Regions from separate parts of the Mus musculus genome. Here region 1 is linked to region 2. The links are chromatin contacts, called in public Hi-C maps. All regions are on one chromosome and are shown on one strand. Each heading gives the region's core, a stretch centred on a gene start, on an enhancer-like site or on the middle of the called end of the contact. The rest is flanking DNA. Distances are from core to core; before and after follow the strand shown. Region 1 overlaps Cep128 (centrosomal protein 128). Region 2 has its middle 58 kb from the start of 5430427M07Rik.

What was found. Hi-C and Micro-C count contacts between places; a contact is called where the count stands out from the background.
Region 1: a contact with region 2 is called in a Hi-C map of muscle stem cells, with 2.8 times the contacts expected there. The contact joins two enhancer-like sites. A contact is called at or near these places in 3 of 15 datasets of contacts at CTCF or cohesin (the NIH/3T3 cell line, large pre-B cells and pro-B cells), 20 of 484 Hi-C or Micro-C datasets (the C2C12 cell line, the G1E-ER4 cell line, the MC3T3-E1 cell line and 10 more), 2 of 115 datasets of contacts at active chromatin or transcription factors (the NIH/3T3 cell line and embryonic stem cells) and 1 of 9 other capture datasets (embryonic stem cells).

The regions. Positions count from the first base shown.
Region 1 is chr12:91,303,167-91,308,005 of GRCm38.p6, reverse strand. All of the region lies in intron 10 of Cep128 (centrosomal protein 128), which reads left to right. Among named protein-coding and RNA genes, the nearest start is that of Cep128, 79 kb to the left of the region's middle. Within about 2 kb of position 2,050, at least 52 of the 459 cell types and tissues checked have an H3K27ac peak or open chromatin away from gene starts, as enhancers often do. A contact at or near this core is called in muscle stem cells, where this site is marked.
Region 2 is chr12:90,985,140-90,989,905 of GRCm38.p6, reverse strand. No RefSeq gene overlaps it. Among named protein-coding and RNA genes, the nearest start is that of 5430427M07Rik, 58 kb to the left of the region's middle. Within about 2 kb of position 1,930, at least 9 of the 459 cell types and tissues checked have an H3K27ac peak or open chromatin away from gene starts, as enhancers often do. A contact at or near this core is called in muscle stem cells, where this site is marked.

The DNA of each region.
Region 1 (4,839 bases), core at 801-3,300, 320 kb before region 2:
ATCCTGACACTGGTCAGGAGGGCGTTTAGTCTTGAATTATTTTCATAGTCATGGTAGTGGAGTTTTGCTGACTCATCCCAGATCTCTGGCCTAGTCCATCTTCCCCATGGCCTTTGGCTAAGGTGTTAGAGGTAAAGATTATGGCTGTGAGGCAAAGCAAAGCAAATTGGCATTCATGGTGACTGAACCCATGACCTTCTTTGGCCTCATTGGATCCAGGTGCCTCAAACAGTAACAGACTCCAATAATATATTTTGACTGGAGTTGAGAAGTTTCCCGAAGTTTGCTTAGGGAAAGTAGGTCAGAATAAATTCTGATGTATCCTACCACAATATTCCTTGTAAAGTCTCTTGGATTCCCAGCATAGTAAGCACCAGATCATACAAGAAAAGGAGATAATCAGATGGCATGGAGAGGCCCATTCCCAAAGCAAATCTCTGGGCTTTATGTTAGAAAACCGTAGACAACTTTAAGGCTCCTTGCTAAGGATTAGAATTATCATTAGATAATGTTTTACTTTTGATAACTTGAACTTAACCACTTGTAGTAGAGTCTACAATGACCATTAAAAGCCAGCTCCGGGCATGGTGGTGCATGCCTTTAATCCCAGCACTTGGGAGGCAGAGGCAGGTGGATTTCTGAGTTTGAGGCCAGCCTGGTCTACAAAGTGAGTTCCAGGAAAGCCAGGGCTATACAGAGAAACCCTGTCTCGGAAAAAAAAAAAAAAAAAAAAGCCAGCTCCTTGTGACTACTTATGTGCTTGCCTCTCACGTGAGGGAAGCCTACAGGTTCAACTGTCAGCAGGTTTTCCCCACCTTTTGAGCCCAAGCATCACTAGATAGCTCAGTCTGGCTTTGAACTTACAGACATCCACCTGCCTCTGCCTCCCAAGTGCTGGGATTAAAGGAATGTACCCCTGGGACCAGCAACTGTCAGGCCTATGAACTTGTGTCCTTTACACTGATAGCTCCCAGATGAGCAGGTGTCATGTCGGCATGTGTATTGGATCTCCTTGAGATTTTCATCATGCAGTCTCACCACCTTACCAAAACCAAACAGGGAGTTTGTTTGTTTTAGTTGTAGCTTTTAATGCAGGCTTTTCTTTCCCTGGTCATGGCTATAAAATAAACTGCTTTTTAACAGTTTAAAAAATCCATTTAGCTAGTTTTGAGTCGAAAACTTGTTTGTTTAGAGATTTAGAATATAAGTGTATTGTTTTTCTGACTTGATAGAAACCATTTTTTTGAGCATTAGTTTTTGTTGGCACAGATAATCTCCAACTGGGTGGACTTAAAGGCTAAGATTTTCCATGACTTGAGCTCCTTCTCGTGGGGAGCAATCTCTGACTTGATTTAGGAAAAAACAGCCTTTGGAAATTCGTGGAACTCGACGAACTAAAAATCTCCATTAATTTAAGCAAATCACATTCATTCTGAGCAACAGCGTCCTTGGGTTTCACAGAAAACTTTCTTCCAGTGTGCGTTAGTCCATTTGTTTGAGGCTTTGGAGTTGTATTTAGGCTTCTACAGAGAATTTCAGAGCTAGCCACCCAACTGTGTTCTTTTTTTTTTTCCAACTGTGTTCTTAAAAGAAAATTCAGTTTCTATCATAATATTTCATAAATCCTGTCTCCTTAATACAATTTCTTTTCAACAGGGAGTAAACAAATGTCCTCAAAGATATTGTTGACATTTATAATATACATAAATACCAACTTCTAACTTCAACTTATGTATCATGTGATCTGATTGGTATTGTAATCTCATTGTAATCTGGAAATCTTAAGGTATTTATTCTCTGACTTTTACTTCATCTTTATGTGGGAAATTTAAACATAAAAGTAGAGAAAGAGCATCTGTGCTCTGTTTCTCAGTGATGTGTTTTTATCTGAAAATAAAATACTGAAAAAAAAAAGGCTGACCGGACCGTTCATCCCTGCGAGCATAATGATTCTGACTCATGTTTCAGATGAGTCCGGAGGTCTTTTTCTTCCTGTTTTAGTTTTGCGGGTTTCCAAGTGAATCATTTCCACGTTCTTCCCTGTGACCAGAGGTATGCATTGTAACACTGCTGAGCATGAATCAGGACACGTGATGCTCATGGCTTTGCTCTGGGAATACCAGTGGCCCTGCCCATGAGAAAGTTAGCATGCAATCTTTCACTAAGGGTTCTAGTGCCATCATTATAACCAAGTTTGCTGGTCCCTTTGCAGCAGACACAAGGAGCCTGTAATTTCTATTTGTTCCACATATTTGAATGTGTCATCTATTAGAGACGCTTGGTAAACACGTTTATTGTGAAAGATGCGGGAGTTTCCACACACATTTTCCTTTTGCCTTTTCCTCCACTCACTAAAGGAAAGGTTGCGTTCTTGGTAATCCACAACAGTAAGTGTTTACATTCATCTGCTTCTAAAGAACTGTAATAGTGTTCAATGTGTTTGTCCTTGTAGTGCAAATAGCCACACTCAAGGAAAAAAGAAAAATTGTTGTTTTTAAAGATTTAAATGTGCCTCAGGGGCCCTCTATTAAGACTCTGTGGTATCCCTGTGATCTTAAAACTGTAAAAGACAATGACAGTTCTGGAGCAGGGCACACCATAGCTTTATGGCTAAGCGGCTCTAAGAAAACTAAGCTTAAAAGGGCAAAACAACACAGTTGTAGACATTCACCAGCAAGTGATCCTTTCTTTTCTTTTATAGCTGCTTTTACGAGGTCAGTTTTAATGTAATTCTGAGTTGCCTGGTCTAGTCAAAGGGAGACAGAAACCAGTGCAGGGGTTAGCCCCTTCAGAGAGGAAGTAGACGAGTTAACCCTTAGAGTGAATGCTTAACACAATAGCTCGTCATTTTGACTTGCCCATTCGTAAAATGTTTCTTTTTCAGTGTTAATCTGTTTTCAGAAGTTGAAGGCTGTTCCAATCCAGACTGAATGGTATAGACTTTTGTGACTTTTATGCTGAACTACCTAATGAAGAAGAATTGCTTTAATATTCAAGGTTAGAATATTGCCCCTGGGCTGATGTGTCTGCTGCCTCATGCTGCTGTAAAAGCAGAGATGATGTCTGAATGGGATGGCATTTCTTGATGTAACACAAGTGGGTCCTTTGCTCTGATGACTCCTCAGTGCCTCGTATGTGCACTTCTTCCTGAAACAATAGAATTAAAGGATCCCATTGCCTAAAATTTCTCAGACTTACACATCCTTACACCACAAGGGATATTAAAAAGGAAAGTATCAAATAAAGTTTTAGGCAGTAAGTAGACTTCAGCAGAAAACTATTATTTTTGAAAAGCGTTATTGTAAAGAGGTGATCAAGTGCTGAAACTTGAAGTGGATAAGAAAGAAGGAGTATAAGATTGCTTTATGTTCTTGGATGTTTGAGAGATGTAGATAGCCAGGCAGTGGTGGCGCACACCTTTAATCCCAGCACTTGGGAGGCGGAGGCAGAGGCAGGCGGGTTTCTGAGTTCAAGACCAGCCTGGTCTACAAAGTGAGTTCCAGGACAGCCAGGGCTACACAGAGAAACCCTGTCTCGAACCCCCCCCCCCCCCCAAAAAAAAAAAAGGAAGAAAGAGAGAAATAGATGTGTTTTAAAAAAAAATTAAACCTATTTGCATGGGTATTTGAATTTAAAAGACAGTTTTAGTTTCATAACTTGATTTAAGTTAAATTCATTTAGTTTTATACCAATGAGAATAATAAGTACTTACATTGATTACAAGACGAGACAAATGGAGTAAATATTCATTTGTGTGAGAATGAACATGACTGTTTCACATATTACCTGTTAAATGACAGTCTTTCTTTACAAGGCAGAGGCATCGATGTGTTAGAGATGGGTTATGAGTTTAGATGCTCAGAACATATCACTGGGATGGAAACAGATTGCTCTAAACAAATCAGGTAGGATTTAGAAGGTTGCCTAGTGTCACAAGCTACAGACAGACCAACACATACTTGACAAGACATATTGGAAGAGATAGGTGATTGGAGTTCCCTAGGGACTTAGAAAACATCATGTTTGATGGAGACTTGCTGAGTGTATTATATTCACTTACATAGTTGGACATAATTCTAGATCACTCATTAATTATTTTGATATAGTATGCCTTCTGGGATTTGAATAAAGACATTCAGGATTTTATTACCTAGTGAGCATGACCTGTGAGTAAACTTACTAAGTCTCTAGATGCTGTTAGACTGCATGTTCTGATGGGGAGACTTTGGGGTTGGTAACAAAGACCTAAGTAACTGCTATAGTGATCTATGGATTTGGACTTGAGCTAAAATTCCTTGAGTGTTTGTGTAGCCTCAAAACATTCCCAAGTACAACGGTAATGATGCTTTTTACTCATTTAAACACATTATTAGATATTTTCTTCTCAGAGGTGGAAAATAAGGTGAAAGTGGGTGTAACTGGAGACTATCTTACAGAGGGGACTAAATTATTCTATCAAAGTGTGATGGACATCACCTTACTTTACTCTAGCATCTGAGGGTAATCTCACCATGAGTCATGTTGGCCCTACAATGTGATGCAGTAGAAGGTACTTTAATTATAGTGTCCATTCCTTTCTCCACCTCTTGCCAAATTCATACTTGACCAGTACACTGTAGAAACACTGATAAGTTAAATGACAAGGGAAACCCAGAAACTAACTGGTTATATGAGGCTATGGAAAAGGAGTCAGCTGAATGCAGTACAGTATATATCAATTGTTGGAACAAAAAGTACATTTAGTGGAAATAGAATCTTTAGCCTAATATGACGTGATTATTTCAATTTTGGTAAATGTAACATACTATGTTACATGTTAGTTTAAGAGAAAACTTTTTG
Region 2 (4,766 bases), core at 681-3,180:
AATTTGGTGGTGCATTATTTTTTTTAAGAAGGATGCCTTCTTGCAACTTGTTTCTTGTTGGCCTGACAAAAGACCGTGTCATGGCTTATAAGAACTTATATGCCTTTGGACTTCAGTGGTAAGAATGTAACAGGGAGTGTGTAGTGCATACCGTGGTTATGAAGGAGCAAGTCATTGGAATCAGAAACCTGTGTCTCTTCTGCTTCCATAGAAGGACATAATCCCAGCAAGCTGTGTTCTGAAGTCATCTAATGTACCACATACAGGACAGAGTATCAGTGATCTATCAGGCAGCCAGAAGCCCAACACTATAATCAAGGCTGTCACATGCAGAGAGGAGCAATCTGAAAGAAAGAGTCTCGTTAACTACTTTAAAAGAGCATAAAGTAGGACATCACTTTCTCTTTAAAAGGCTGCTTTCTCACTAGGACTGTATTTAACTTCTGTTCTCCCATGATAAGATGCAACTATATCAGAAATTTTGTTAAACTTTAAAAATGGAAGCTCCTAAATATAAACTCTACCAGCCTTTCTTCTAGAGAAATGACCGGATACCTTGTCTGTGCTGAGAATTTTTAGAATTGCTCTTGACAATCTTTTTGAACTTTGATATTAAAGTAAGAAATGGCGAATTCACTATGAACTGGAATCTACCTACATCTACATGAATCTCAACCTAGAATGTTCCCATGGGCCATCTTGCATGATGTAAGCGTCTTGTTAGGTCCTGACTTCTGGTTGTTTCCTGCCACTAATTGCCAATATGGCACAGGGCTTGCAAGGCTGCCTTACAGATGCTAGCTAGAAAGTCGAGTTTCATGGTCTTCTGGTCATTCTTCGTCTCTAATAGTCCGGGTTGGCTGTTGAGATATTCAGCAATGGCATTCATCACTTGTCTGAAAACAGACAGGGAATTGTTTGAATCTCTGCTACAAAGCTAAATCTGAGAAGCTAAACCACCTCTGAATTATAAATCTTGTTTTCAGTGCCCTAGTCAATATTGACCTTTTGGAAATCCACTTTATTGGCATAATCCACCTTCCTCCTGCTCTTTACATGGTGTAGTTTGCTTTGAAATTGTGTTGGATTAGAATTATATCTCTAAATTTAAAAGCCCTGTGACTTGGAACAATTTAATTAGCACTTCTGCATTTCATATTATTTGAACTCCATAATCATCCTGTGACTACCTTCAGAGTTATCTGACTTATGTACAGTGATACATAAAGCTCATGGACGTGGTGATTTTCCATAAACGTTTCTTAACTATCTGGGTCTGACAAACTTATCCCATGAACTAGATTCTGTCTCCACTTATACAGAATTCAGTGGCAAGCTGAACCCAAGTCTTGAATTACTATACTCATTCTTTCAGATTGCCTTGATATGTGGAATATTTACTGGGTGCCTGTTAATATATCAACTGTTACAAATGTGTCTTCAGATTGTTATTTGTGTGAGGAAAGGTAAGATACAAATGCCATGTTGCTGTTGTGTGCTCACTAGAACCCAATGGGATTGGCATGTGACCTTTTCATTTGAAGGTATATTTTACATGAGGAAACAGAGGGAGAGGGGTTTGGCAAGATCACATATTATAGACATAGCCCAAATGTAAATGCAGACTATGACCTCCAAGTCCATATTTGTACTCATTCAGATGCCTATGCAAACTCACTTGAAAAATATCTTGGACTGGACTATTTTGTTAAGGGAAGAGTGTTGTGTGCCTTGTGTGTGTGAGTTCTAGCTAAGGAAGGGAACAGGTAAAAAAGGGTCATCATAAGCAATCATTGACTGGGAATTCCTTCTCTTGTGGGAGTGAATTAAGCAGCATTTAGAGGACAACCCAAAGAGCTGCTGTCCACACCATGCCACTTGGATGACACAGAGGGGTGATGTCACCACTTTTCTTTCACACAAACAAGGGGCTGGCACCTGGATTAATAGCTGATGATTCAGACAAGGGAATGAGAGAGGTTATGGAGGAAGCCGAGGGGCCCTGGGAATGGGGAATTTTCTTTCACATGGCCTACGTCATATGTGAGTGGAGTGGGGTGGATTTCATTTTGCCACTAGATTCTTCCCTCCATAGCTAATATGCTCATGGGATATTAATATTAATCTAAGAAAAAAGGCCCTGGGTGAAGAGAAATTATTTTTCCCAGCAGGGGCAGAGCTTTCTTGAAATGACAATGAAGTTAAAGAGTTTTAAAAAGTGCTAGGAGAATATTAAGCACCTTGTTAGCCAAGAGCAGCCTGCGCTTCACTCTGGACGGTGAGATGGAGCCTGGTAACGCAGGCCAGTCAACAGCCTCCCTTTCTTAGGCTGACTTAAGGCTTTCTGTGGCATCTAGGCCTTTAGTTCTTGTCATTATGCTGGCCCAATTAAGATCCTCACAATGGGAACTTGTGACAGAGTCGATGCCAGTTACTGTGACTGGATGGGTGACACCCCAGGTGGCATACTTATCAACGTCACCACCTCATTATGAGTGAATCCTATGGCTTGTCTGCACCACACTCAAAGGATTCTCACAGCCAGGGAATAGAAATGAATGCTTTTCTCAAGTAAACCTGAGTTAATGGACAATGAACGGTCTAGCTTCCAAAGCCATTGTGTATAGTAATATTGTGCCAAAGTACCATGGGGGTACAAATGAAATATACATTTTCCAATGTTGAAAATGCAAAGACATATTTACTGGAATGTTATGTATTTTAAAATAAGAGTGGCTACAGTGTGTCTCTGTGCCTTGGAGTCTGTGATTATTAATTGTATAATATGGCTTACATCTATTGTTTTAACATAATGGGAAGACCAAGAATGTCCCTTTGAATTTTATGTCTGCGAAAGCAAACATTCAACATGAAATCATAAGATACAGTCACATACCCATATCTAGACTCTCCACACATGATTCATGGTACAATTTTCCCACGGCTGAAGATGGAAAGGTTAAGTGAACTTCCCTTTCAGTTACACTGGGGTAAATAAACACTGTGAAAAATATAAACAGCCCATGAATGCAGTCTTCCCTTTGGGCAACTGTAAGGCAGTAACATATAGTCAATTAAAAATAAGCTGATTTTTATACTGACTTTCCACATATTGGGAAATAAATAACAAAAAGCTGGCCCCTTCAGGTGTATTCACAGGGCAGAGCAGTAACTCTTCTAATGATAAAATAAATCTCCAGATGCTTTGAATATTTGGGACTTGAGGGGCTGCAGTTAATTGCATTTTGTGTTTAAATTAGGATGATGAGAAATGCATTCTGGCTTCAACTCCTTTCACTGAAAATCGTCCCGAAATGTATGAGTCAATTCTGTCAGGTAGCAAGACAATGAATCTTATTAATCTATATTTTATGATTTAGACCTCACATGCCTCAGGGATGTAATTCATGATATCAATCACCATTGTAGAATATGATAAATAGGTATGGTATGAAGAATATGAGACTGTTCACGTTACAGGCCTCATAACGGTGGGCAGTCAGCGTCTGCAAGGACAATCACAACCCAGCTCTGTGCAGATTGCTGGAAGGGGGAAAAACAAAACAAAACCACATCATAATTCTTTGTGGAAAGGAGGTGTCTTGTGCGTTGTAAAATATTTACCAGATTCACTGGCTGTTTTCTGAAAAACAGAATAGACATACTTCCTGTGAGTGGAATATGTCTTTCAGATTATGGAAATAGCAGAGGTCATGCATGGACCATTGTGTAGAGGAAGCAGGTTTCATAAGCAGGCTCTTAAAGAGTGTTCAACATTGGTAAGTGTCCCTGTGAGTCTGATGATGAGGGTGTCACTGTATTTTCAGAAAGGAAGTCATTGGTAGTCATGAGAAAAGTCATAAGAAGCTACAGTGACACTTGGAGGTATCTCAGACACAGCATCCCTAGGCTGTCTGGTGCCCCGTGGAGAGGGCAGTATAGATGTTCTTCTCCCCATAGGGAAGGCACCCAGTTTCAAACCTGTTGCTCATAAAAGAAATTCCAAATGTAAATAGAGGCCACATGCCTGAACTGTGGCCAGCACTCCTGAGCCTTTCTCCTTTGTCAGCTTCTTTCTTTCATGTTCTTCCCCTCCTATCTTCCACCTCTCCCTAGACATATGTTTCTGGTTTCCCCCCTCCCCTCTTCCTTTAATTCCTCTCTTCCTTACAGGCAAGGGTAAATAATGTAGGCCATAGAGAACAGAATCTTCAGACATTCCCAGTGTCCAAGTTTTCCACTAGCAGGTTAAACAAATTATCACTAACTCTATGGTAAACACCAACACAAATATATGCTCACCTGTTTCTGGAAGTCAGAAATCCACAGTCCGTTTCACCGAACAGAAACAAGGTGTGTCAGCTCTACAAAAGATGTACCTCTTGCTTCTACCAAGGTCTGGTTACTGTCAGTTTTCCCATTGTACCCCTTTGACAATGATACCTGTGATGACATTTACAGGTAATCCAGAAGGATCTCTCCAGTACCAAAATTCCTCAACTTAGTTTTATCTGAAAAGACACTTTTCCAAATAAGGTGATCTAGACTAGTCCCAGGGATTAGCATGTGGTAACTTTATACTTGATAACTGGCTTGCAATGATCAATTGAGACTAGGCTAGCCACGGCAGCCTGGCCACAGTCTTACTGTCACTACCTTCAAAGAGCTGGGATTGCAGGCATGTGCCACCGTATATGGCAGCATGTGGTAGCTTTAGTCATTATTGTTCCACATACTACAATCAGAGTGTTAATTGCAGACTCCCT